Linked DNA regions of Mus musculus: regions 1, 2 and 3 are each linked to region 4. The links are chromatin contacts, called in public HiChIP or PLAC-seq, capture Hi-C and promoter capture Hi-C maps. All regions are on one chromosome and are shown on one strand. Each heading gives the region's core, a stretch centred on a gene start, on an enhancer-like site or on the middle of the called end of the contact. The rest is flanking DNA. Distances are from core to core; before and after follow the strand shown. Region 1 overlaps Sptbn1 (spectrin beta, non-erythrocytic 1). Region 2 holds the start of Sptbn1 (spectrin beta, non-erythrocytic 1). Region 3 holds the start of Cpeb4 (cytoplasmic polyadenylation element binding protein 4). Region 4 holds the start of Gpr75 (G protein-coupled receptor 75).

Evidence for each region. Promoter capture Hi-C pulls out the DNA fragments that hold promoters and counts their contacts. HiChIP or PLAC-seq counts read pairs in DNA pulled down with a chosen protein or histone mark. Capture Hi-C pulls out chosen DNA fragments and counts their contacts.
Region 1: a contact with region 4 is called in a promoter capture Hi-C map of embryonic stem cells, with 4 times the contacts expected there. The contact joins the enhancer-like site here to the promoter of Gpr75 in region 4. A contact is called at or near these places in 2 of 39 promoter capture datasets (embryonic stem cells and pre-B cells) and 3 of 115 datasets of contacts at active chromatin or transcription factors (embryonic stem cells, large pre-B cells and trophoblast stem cells).
Region 2: a capture Hi-C map of embryonic stem cells shows a contact between it and region 4, with 9 times the contacts expected there. The contact joins the promoter of Sptbn1 here to the promoter of Gpr75 in region 4. A contact is called at or near these places in 3 of 39 promoter capture datasets (cranial neural crest, liver and pre-B cells) and 1 of 9 other capture datasets (embryonic stem cells).
Region 3: a contact with region 4 is called in an H3K27ac HiChIP or PLAC-seq map of SST interneurons, with 8 times the contacts expected there. The contact joins the promoter of Cpeb4 here to the promoter of Gpr75 in region 4. A contact is called at or near these places in 2 of 39 promoter capture datasets (embryonic stem cells and hippocampal neurons) and 1 of 115 datasets of contacts at active chromatin or transcription factors (SST interneurons).

Annotation. Positions count from the first base shown.
Region 1 is chr11:30,164,992-30,167,770 of GRCm38.p6, reverse strand. The region is part of intron 1 of Sptbn1 (spectrin beta, non-erythrocytic 1); the gene reads left to right. Among named protein-coding and RNA genes, the nearest start is that of Sptbn1, 53 kb to the left of the region's middle. Within about 2 kb of position 1,385, at least 109 of the 459 cell types and tissues checked have an H3K27ac peak or open chromatin away from gene starts, as enhancers often do. A contact at or near this core is called in pre-B cells and trophoblast stem cells, where this site is marked.
Region 2 is chr11:30,218,364-30,221,083 of GRCm38.p6, reverse strand. Sptbn1 (spectrin beta, non-erythrocytic 1) reads left to right here and starts at 1,312. Exons shown (of 35, transcript NM_175836.2): 1 at 1,312-1,505. The coding sequence starts at 1,358.
Region 3 is chr11:31,869,476-31,872,278 of GRCm38.p6, reverse strand. Cpeb4 (cytoplasmic polyadenylation element binding protein 4) reads right to left here and starts at 1,339. Exons shown (of 10, transcript NM_026252.4): 1 at 1-1,339.
Region 4 is chr11:30,883,879-30,886,658 of GRCm38.p6, reverse strand. It overlaps Gpr75 (G protein-coupled receptor 75), which reads right to left and starts at 1,301. Exons shown (of 2, transcript NM_175490.4): 1 at 1,117-1,301. It also overlaps a transcript of Erlec1 not described here.

The DNA of each region.
Region 1 (2,779 bases), core at 136-2,635, 720 kb after region 4:
ATGTAGATAGATACAACATGTGTGAACATTGATTGTGGGCTCCAGAGGACAACCTCAGCTGTCATTTTTTGTGTGCCATCCACCTCATTTTTGAGACCTTTTATTTGACCCCAGCACTTACTACTTAAGGCTAGACTGGCTGGCCAGCAAGACCCACAGCTGACCTCTTTGTGTCTCCCCAGTGCTACAAGGACATGCCACCACACGCAGTCTTTCACATGGGTGCTGGAGATGGAAGTCAGGACAGACTATCATCTTCTTAGTCCTGTATGTTTTCTTTGTCCCTCCCCTCCATGGATTTGATCCTTAAAATCATAAACTGGCTGGAGACGGATAGCTGTGTTCCTGTTTTCCTCTTGCTTTGGCAAGCTAATTAGTAGTATCTGTTTTCCCTGGGCATTGTGGTGTGTGAGCAGGCTTTTGAGGTTCTTTGGGGTTCTGGTGAATTACCCAAAACACTGGTGTCTCAGTTTCCTCCTGAAATTAACCCTGAGACAGAGTTAGTGGAGGTAGCGCCTAACACAGCTTCCACTGGTGCACAGGAACAGTGGCTGCTCCTCTGTCCTCCTGCCTTTTTTCTCTGGCTACTTCAGCCTGCTATGCTTTGTGTAGACAGAAAGCAGTGGATTGCCAGCTTTACAATATAGTTTTCTTCAAGTGAAGCAGTTTTGAAGGGAACCATCTTCGTGAATGCTTCTAAACATTTCACATGGAGTCTTGTCTGTAACTACACACCTTTTACGTAGTTCTGACTTGGGCACTATACACTGTTGTTAATTCACATTGTCTCCTGGGTCTTATTTTCAGTGGTAGTTCCATTTCTCTACCACTTATTTTCAGAGGAAGCTGTGGCCATAATTCCAACTTGCTCCACAGTCTTGGCTTCTTATAAATTATGATTTTAAGGGGTTCACTTTGAAGTAGAACTGGCAGGGACATAGAGGGGTTCAGTGTGCTTTCAGGGTTTATAGCTGCAAAGTATCTGTCCTTGCTGCGCTCCTCAGAAGACAGACTCTGCCCTCTGTCCATGGGCTTGTACCTCTGATGCAGGGTGCAGGTGTTATATAGAGCTCATAGCTCGTTTTATAGTCTGCAGATCGGCTGCATGTGCCATTTTGGATTTGTGGTGATACTGTGTTAATTGTAGGGCCCTAGGAATGCTTAAACAAGTGTTCTACATTCCTAGTCCTGCTTGGACTTTCAGAATAGATGTTTACGTGTGTGTTTTGTTCGTCCTGGGGGACTGTTAGGAAAAAAATTTAACTCAGGTTCTATTTATATGCCAACCAGCAAACGTGAATTGCAGGCTCCAGACCAGCCCCAGGGAGTACTCTAGTCAGAAGATGAGTTTCCTTCCTCCTGTTGCCTTAGAGCAGCTGCTGCTCTTATCAGTAGGACCAGTTGCTTGTTTGTGGTTTCCTGCTATGTCGTTGTGCATGCTGCTCCAGGAACAGCAAGATCTCCATCCCTTCTTGTCTTTCATTGGGATCTCTCAACCTCCTTAAAAAAGGGAGGAGGTGGGGAAGGTTTTGCTTTTATGGATAAGTCCTTGAAATTTTTAGTCTTATGACAGTTGGCCTTGTTTGGATCTTGTTAATGTTTTCTGTTTTGCTTTATTTTATATTTTTATTTGTATGAGTGTTTTCCCAGTGTTTTATCTATGCGTATCACATGCATGCCTGTTGTCCAAGGAGGTCAAAAGAAGGTGTTGAATCCCCTAGGACTGGAGTTACGGATTGTTGTGAGCCCCCATGTGGGTACTGGAGACAAAACCCTGGTTCTTAACTGCTCTTAACTGCTGGGTCATCTCTCCAGCACCAGTTGTTTTATTGATTACATTTAAAATTTTTATTTGATGTGTGTGTGTGTATATGTGTGTGTACTTAGAGGTGACTTTGTAGATGCCATAGTTTATATGTGGAGGTCATAAGAACTTGAGGAAACCAATCCTCTCCTATCATATGGGGAGGGGGCTGTTAGATTTAGATATCAGGCCAAGTAGCAGTGCTTTTATTTGCTGAACCATTTGACTAGCACTATATTAATTTTTAAGTTTTATTATCTTATATAAGTGGGTGTTTTGCCTGAATGTATGTCTGTGCATCATGTAATGCTAGTAGAGGGTGTCAGGGAATATCCTGAAATAGAGTTACAGTTGTGAGTTTCCATGTGGGTGCTCAGACTTGAATCTGGGTCTGTTGAAAGAACAGCTAATGTTCTTAATCATGCAGCCATCTCTTCAGCTCCTATGTAAATATTCTCCTGTGTTAAAATAGCACAGTTTATATATATATGTATATATATGTGTACATATATATACATATATATGTATATTTGTATATTTTGTGGCTTTACAGGTATAAGTAACAGTTCAAAACAAGAATTGTCAAACTCTGTAGGTTTGTTTTTTAGACATCTTTATCTAATTGTATTTACATTTTAGACATTAAAGAACAATTAGAAAACATTTCAATTGTGAGAGGTTTATTGCACCACAATAATATTTAATTACTTAGACTATGTTTCTGTGCTTAGAGATTTCTTCCCTCTGTGATTTCCAGGGAACCACTAACTAGCTGCAGAAGATGTATTAAGAATATTCCTTTTTCCTGGGCCGGATGGCTCATGGTTTTAATAGCAGCACGGGAGAGGCAGAGGCAGTGAGTTTGAGGCCAGCCTGGTGTACAAAGTTCAGGGCAGCCAGGGCTCTGTTACTCAGGGAAACAATGTCTCAACACCCTCCTCCCTAAAAGAACATCCTTCTTGGACACTAAAAGTG
Region 2 (2,720 bases), core at 63-2,562, 670 kb after region 4:
CCAAGTCTGATGAGCTATGCAGGGGAGCCCTGTCTAGCTCCCCTAGCCTTGTCTCTCCTTACCTTTCCCTCTGCACACCTGACTCCAACTATACTGAGCATACCTTGGTGTACCTTTGTCTGGTGTGCCATTCTTCTTGATCTGGCCATGATCTGTACCTTTTAGACACCGAGACCTACACTAAGCAGAGTATTTATTTCTGACCAGTCTAAAATAGCCAGTTTCAAATTCATCTGTTTGTATTTTATTTTCCTTAAACTCTCTGGCTTTTGTGTGTGTGTGTTTTTGGTCTCCCTTCTATGAGGATGTAACACTTGTGTCATTTATTGTTCTCCCCAGGAATCTAGAGCACTGCTGATCATGTAGTAATTCCTCAATATGGTTGGGTTCTGCATGTGAGTAATAGCTGTATTGAATGGAGAAACTGTATTTAAAACTAAACATATTTCTCTTGATCCTCCAAGAATACATTGATAAAGTGAAGACTTTAGTGAGCCAGAGCTTATTTCATAGTTATTCCTTAAAAAAAAAAAAACCCACCATTATCCTCAAGGGCTTTAAAGGAGTGGGCATTACTATTGGTATTGGTCCTAGAATTTATAGTAACAATGGTATAAATAATTATAATACCTATTGAGTATTTACTATGCATGGATACTATCTTTGTTGCCATATGCTTCCATCTTAACCTTAGGCATCAATTCTAATATGTAAATGAGACATAGAGACAGAATGATTTGTTAGTTTTTCTTATATAGTAGCTTATGAAGGAAAAACTAAACGGTAATAGACAATAAAACTAAGGGAATTCACTTAAAAAGATCCATGTAGATGCTGATACAGCCCTGATAAAACATTAAACCTTCACCTTAAACTTTTTTGGTTCATTTTGCTCTGTTTTGGTTTTTTTCAAGACATGGTTTCTCTGTGTAGCCATAGCTGTCTTGTACTCCAGGCTGGCCTCAGACACATAGAGATCAGCCTGCCTCTGCCTCCTGAGTACTGGGATTAAAGGTGTGCACCATCACTGCCCAGACACTTTAAACTCCTTTAGGAAAGAACATTAATTTGGCACCCAGTGTTTCCTTCAGTCTTCTCCCTCCTCCGGGTTTGGGGAAAGCATTAAAGTAGCATGACCGAGGTCACACATGTGCTATGAAGCAGAGCCAAAGTTCAGAACTGGCCTTGGCTCTAGAAGGCACATCTGGACAAGCAGTGACTGTCCTAGTTTTTCCTTATTATCACCCCAGCAGGTGTATAGAGGATGTACACTTTGTATACACACCTGTGCTTTTCCTTTTTTACTCACAGAACTCTGAAAAGTAACTGATGTGGACAAGCAGCTGAGACAGTCAAGATGACGACCACGGTAGCCACAGACTATGACAACATTGAGATCCAGCAGCAGTACAGTGATGTGAACAACCGCTGGGATGTGGATGACTGGGACAATGAGAACAGCTCTGCAAGGCTCTTTGAGCGCTCCCGCATCAAGGCCCTGGCAGGTAAGTGTCCTGATGTTGTATGTCCCACCTGTCACCAGATGTTCTGTAGTCCCTTGAACATCAACCATTTCTCTTTTAAGCTGTCTTGCTTGAAGTTGACCTCTCCCTGCTTTAACATATCCTATGAGAGCTTGCTTACCCTTTTATAAGACATTTACTTTTGGAGAGCTGCCGAACTTAATGACCAACATAGTTTAGAACACAGTAAATAATGTTTACAGCAATTTAGAAAGAGCTGCTAAGAGTTTGTAAGGATTTTTTAATTCTAACACATCTTTAATTTCAAGTGTTTTAACATACTATATTTATATAAAATATCCAACTTGGCTGTATACGTAATGCCAGTGGCAGATTAGCTGATCTTTTCGGTGAGAGGTTGGTAAGTACCTTGTTACAAGGGCTTTAGATCTGAAAAGTAGCAGTGTCCTGTGGGAAGGCCATATTTAATGCTGTTAATGAGTAGGTTTGCCACTGATCATTCCCATTCAGTTTCATTTTCTAGAGAAAAACCATGCCAGGTAGATGTTAAGTAGTTATTCCAATTATATTCTAGTTTACGATACAAAGTCTATTATAATAGGTGCCTTGATTATTAAATTGTAAGTTTGTCAGTACTTTTGACATGATTCACATGAACTAGAAACCCACAAGAAAGTATTCAGGAAACAAGGGAGCTAAACATTTATTCTGTGTCTGCTGATTGGATTCTTTGAAAAGAATCCTGAATTCATGATTATTTTTAGTCAAGTCATTTCTGTTTGCCAAGAATAGAGATGCATGTACTCTGAATTAAAGAGATGTGTTTGCTAGTAGAAAACACAGTTGTTCAACATGGACAGAGCCCTCATTTCATCCTTGCCATACAAAAACAAGTAACAGCAGCAGCATGTGATAGAATTAAAGGAGAATAAAGGGATTATCGTAAAATATCAGACAGGGGCCAGGTGTGGTGGCCATGCTTTTAATCCTAGCACTCAGGAAACAGAGGCAGGCAGATGTTTGTGAGTTTGAGGCCAGCCTGGTTTACCTAGCAAGTTTTAGGCCAGCTAAGATTGATGTGGTAAGACACTGTCTCAAATAAGAGAAAGAGAGATGGATGGAGGGAGACAGGGAAAGTGGAGGTTGGTCTCATGCAAAGCAGGCTCAACAAAGCCATGTGCTAACTGCTATAGGACAGTATCTCAGTTATTCTTCATTTGTTGGAGCCCTCCACTT
Region 3 (2,803 bases), core at 90-2,589, 990 kb before region 4:
TTAGGATCAGAATCTCACAATAAAAAAAAGACAACCTAATGTCTCACGTCTTTCCTCCCCTGTATCTCAAATATGTTTGCTTGAAGTATCTTATTTATAGCTAACTCAAAGATCACAGCTTATCACCCTACGTATCTCTGATTTGGAATTCTGGTCTCTCTGAATGGAAAAGAACCTAAAAAAAAAAACCTCTTAAAATATTGATATGAATCCAATTGGGCTTATTTCAAGGAAGGAATAAAAAAGGAAAAAGGTAAAAATCAAGTCTTTGGTTAGTAAAATAGGCGCTTTCTTTTTCCAAAGGAAAATGTTCATGAATGACAAAAACACAGCTTCTCAAGCATCTATGGATATAGAAGAATAAGCATTGTGCGGAGTAAAAATATATATATATAAAATTTAACAATCACATATGGTCTTCCTCAGCAGTTTAGATTCACATAAAAATTAGAATAGGATTAAGGGGTGAATACGTTCTTTTCTTGGCAGCTTGGTTAAAAAAATCAGGAATAATTTAAGAACATTATATATTATATATTTATATATAGATAGATTATATTAGGTTATCTGGGGCGGGAGGTGAATTTCTGGTTGCCAAAGAGGAAATCAGCCTTGACTAAAGGAAAGATGATTGCAGGGAGATTTCTGCTGTTCCTGGTCCTGTTTCTGTTCTTTTGTAGGGTGCAGTGTGGGCCTCTGGGGCTGTTCCTTGGGCTCCGGGTGCAGATCTTGCTGCGTTTGCTGTTCTTGGGCTCCCCTCGGCCTCCTTTCCCCCATGAAAGGGGTTGGAAACACCCGTTTCTCCCTCTGGGGGGTGTCGCGATCAGGAGGGATTAGCGAGACTGGACAAGGGCAAGCTGGCGGCCCGGGGGTGCGGGGAGCAAGGGGGCGACCTGGAAGGTCCTGCGGTTTCTGCCTCTTCCCCTCTCTGCGGCTCCGGGATTTTTTTCCCTCATGGGACCCAGGGGCGGTTTGTTCAGTTCTCTCAGTTCGATTCTCCGCCGGGGGGAGGGGGAAGGGGGATGGACAAAAAGGAAAACCCCGCTACCGTAGTTACTCTACAGGAGAAAAGCCTCCCCCCTCGGCTCGCGCTCTCTTTTCCCCTAGACTGATTGGAAACTATAATTTAGAAGGCTTTTGTTTCTCCTCACGGTTGCTGGGCCGCCGCCGCCGCCGCTTTTCCCCGGTCCCGCAGTCCCAGCTGTCGTCGTTGCGGACTCCGTCTGGCTCTTCTTTTTCTTCCTTCTTCCTCCTCGTCTTCCTCTGCTGTCGCCGCTGCCGCCGCCGCCGCCGCCGCCACTGCCTCCGGTGCCCAGGTCCCGCAGCCGCGGCTGAGTCCTTCTCCTCAGGACCGAGCCGAGTGAAATGACAACCAGCTGGAAAGACCGAGAGACACTTCCGGTTCGATGAGGGAGGGGCGGGGTGCTGCGGAGGCCACGCCTAGCAGCCGGAAGACCAATCCGACACCACAATCCCGACTAGGCCACGCCTCCCAGCCTCAGAGCTCCACCCAGGAAGGTCTCTGGTCATCTCAGAGCCGCCTCTTCCGCCTGCGCCTCGCCCAGCGGGGCCGGCGTCGGCCTCGGGTCTGCGCACCCAGTGCAAGCGGTGCACCGCCATCTTTTTTATGGGCAAAGATTCCTTTGCGATTTATGTTCCCAAAGCAGGCTTCTTAGGAAGTCCGTAGAGAGACGCTCGGAAGAGAATGGACATCTTGCACACTGAAACACTGAGCTAAAGTGTTGGGGGTCGAAGTGGCAACCCATGAAACCTAGAATAAACGAGAGGCCTGCCCTGAGTAAAGGTGGGTGCCCCGGGCATCACGTGCTCTGGCCCGAGCTCCGCCCCCGAGGGATGGAAGGAGAGGCGGGTTTTCCCGGCATCTGTGCTGTGCCTAGAACTGCATAGTCCTTATCCTGAACGCACGTCTCCGGAGGGATTCCCTTCAGTCTCCATTCCTCCACCCGAACCACCTACTCTCCCATCCTCCCTTTGAGATGCAGATGCTGTAGGCGTCCATGGCTGAGCCACCAACTATTAGCTTTCTACTCCACCTTCCAAGCAGAACGGAGGGATTTTTCTAAAAACGAAATTCCAGTCACGGTCCTGTTGTGCTCATACCTTTTTAAAAATGGCAGTCCGTTACCTGGAGAATAAAGACCAAACTCCGTATTGTCCTGTGGGCAGTATTCTCTGTGCCTTTTTCCACGCCTTTGTCGTCTCCTCTTGGCAAACTCTCATTTCGTTTTAGGAGTAAGTCTCCAACCTACCTACTCTGCCTTCGGAATCTCTTTTTACAGGCATACATGACCCTCGATACCGCTCATGCTTTTATATGGCATTATATTACATTGGTGGCTTATGTCTCTAAATCAGTGCTTAAAACAGTAGTTCTCAACAACTGGGTTGTGATGCCTTCAGGGAGGTGTCCAATGACCCTTTCACAGGGATTGCCTAAGACCCTCAGAAAACACAGATGTTCACATTACAATTCATAACAGTAGCAAAATTACAGTTATGAAGTAGCAACAAAAGTAATTTTATGGTGGGGAGGGGTCACCACAGCACGAGTAACTGTATGAAAGGGTCGCAGCATTAGGAAGGTTGAGAGCCACTGCTCGAAAGATTTGACATTGAAGATTGGAAGCACCAGAGAGGAATCTTGAATGGAGACATACATAGAGAAAAGCAGCAAGAATGAAATCTTTTCTGAAAGGTCTGATATTCAAATCTGAATTCATCATTTAGTTTCTTATGCCATTTGGTTTGGAGCTCACATGTTGGTTATTTGCTGTCTACTCAA
Region 4 (2,780 bases), core at 52-2,551:
ATTGCTTAGTGTCAACTCTTAGTAAAATATGGATGTGGCCTTTAATCTCAGTGTTCATGAGGCAGAAGGAGGCAGATTTCTGAGTTGGAGGCCAGCCTGATCTACACAGTAAGCTCCAGGCCAGCTAAGGCTACATAGTGACACTCTGTTGCAAAACAAATAAACAAAAAAATATGTGAAAAGCTGGATGTGGTAGCCTGTAATCTCAGTCTCTCAAGAGCATAAAGGCAGTATCACCTACTTGAAAGCCAGCCTGAGGGAAGGAGGGAGGGGGTCATGAGTAGGTGTAGGGAGGGACAGGGGGAAGAGAAGGCGGGAGGGGGGAGGGGCGATGGGTCTCTAATACTGTGCTGTTTGTTTGTTTGTTTTATTCCCATTCTAAAAGTTGACGGACTGAGGGAGCTGAAGGGCAAGACCAACAGAATCAACTAACCCGGATCCCTAGGAGCTCACAGAGATTATTAATTTTTGAAGCAAACGTTAGGACACTTACAAGTTAACTCATGACCTTGATTATTTCATTGTATTCCAACCCCAAATAAATGCCGAATTTCTTCATGGAAGGCTTTTTTTTTTTTTTTTTTTTTTTTTCCACAGCCCTCACACAAAACTAAGTTCTGTCCCATTCCCACTAATTTGAATGGATCTAGAAAAGCACGGGGAGGCTAAATAACTTGCCCAAGGTCAGTGAGATATTTCAAACCTCCCATTGTTTCTAATCACCTGAACTATCTATCCATTGAGGCTAATAGCTGATGGGGTGGGAAAGATCTGGGTCTCTGGTGGAGGGATAAGGAGTCTGTGGAGCACTGCGTACTATCGTACTATTGACTAAAGGAGTAGGAGATTGCAGGTTTATCCCCAACTGTGATTGGTAACGGGTAGGGGGCTCCCTAGAACTGGAGGAAACACAGGCCTAGGCTAGTCCAGGGATGCTTGGACTCCGCCTGGATGCAGGCAGTGGGTTGTGGTCTGTGTAGAGCTTACAGCAAGGCTGCACAGGAACACAGGTGCGCAACCTACCAGGCCAGGCCAAGCTTAGCCTTCTCCCCGCTCCCGCTCGCCTCACAACCCTGGTGTGATCCTCCCGGTCTGGGCTTGCGGCCTCTCACCTACCAGCTGGCCTCAGCGCCGCCCTTCCTCCTCCGTGTCGCAGTAGTGACCCTATCTGTGCCCGGTGGCCTGGAAGCTGCCGGGCTAGAGTCATCATCGCCATCGCTGCCGCCTCCGCGCATCCCGGGAGCCTAGGCGAGCCGGGCGCGCGGCGCAGTCACCGAACCCGGGGCGCGGCCCCTCCCTCTGACCGTGGCCGCCCCGCCTGCTCGGCACCCTCCCTGCCTGCCCGCCTCAGCCTAGTGGGAGTGCGCTCCGATATGCCAGGGCTGCCTGTGAATTGGCCACTGACCGCTGATACACAGCAAGGAAAAAATGAAAACCAGAGATGCCAGGCAGGAGGAGACAGCTGAGAGTGCCTGCGGAGAGCCTTCAAGCTGATCTCCTTGGCTTTCTAACTAGGCTGTCAGTTCCAGTTTAATAATTAAAGTCATTATGACAAATTGAATCGAACCAATTTCAACACACATATGTGTCTTAGGTCATAGTAAGTACGTGGTTGATGCAAAGTTAAAAAAACAAACAAACAGGTACTATTAAATACCGTGTTGGGTGTAAAAATCTTGAGAAGCAATAGTGTAATTCAGCTAGTCCTGTTTAAAACACCAGCATAAACCATTAGAGCGTTGCTTCTCATCTCCCAAAGTCAATATGTCTAAAACAACAAACCCACTTTAGCTTATATAAGAAACATTCCTAAGTATGTTGTTATGGGCAAACATACCCTGTTAACTCCTTCAGGATTTTAACCTGGTTAATTATGATCTTCTACTTTTCTAATCTCATCCAATACTTAAGAAATAGAGAATGCTATTCAAATGTCCCCCCCCTTTTTTTTTTTGGTTAGAAATCAAAGACTTTGATTCCATCCAGGTGAAATATTTCGTGGCACCATTGCCACTACAACCCCTTTCCGTTTTCTGTTAAGTTTCCTTTATACTTAATGTAATTAAGTATAAAATATAATAATACTAATACAATTCTATTAATTTTCCCATTTTTTACTAAGAAACATGTTGAAGGGATTTGTGAAATCCGAACTATGTTTAGGAAAAAAAATGCTCAAGAAAAACCCCCAACTAATTTTCACATAAATCATGTTCTACTCCCCAGACACTTGGCAATATACTGGTTCTAAGATGTTGTTGGTAAAGGTAACACTGGGCCCTAGAAACATTTGAAGAAAAAAAACACGAATTAGCAGTTAAGAGTGGGAATTCTGACCCAAATTATATGTCTCTCCAAATACATTAAATACTGCCTGTATAATTTCCATTTGGACATAAACGATAACAAAATGTTCAGGCTGAACTACTAGTAGCCATCAGTAGTACATACACCTGAGAGAAACCAACCTCATACTGAGAAAGACAAAGGCTCCACCAATGTTTGTGGGGTTATAAGGCAACACAAAATAATAACATGCACAAAATATGGCAGCAAGGATACTGGATAAAAACAGTGGCATACCAATAATGCAAAAGGCAAAGTCTGTAAAAGTTAATCATGGCTAACAATATGCTAGCACGTGAACAGGCAATAAACCCAGCTTTCCAGCACAATCTTATGGATGGCATGCAAAATAAGGAGCATTCTGGGAAAGTGCACATCAAGGCCAATAAAATGTCCACATTCACTGGGCAGGATGGCAAACAACCATCATTAGG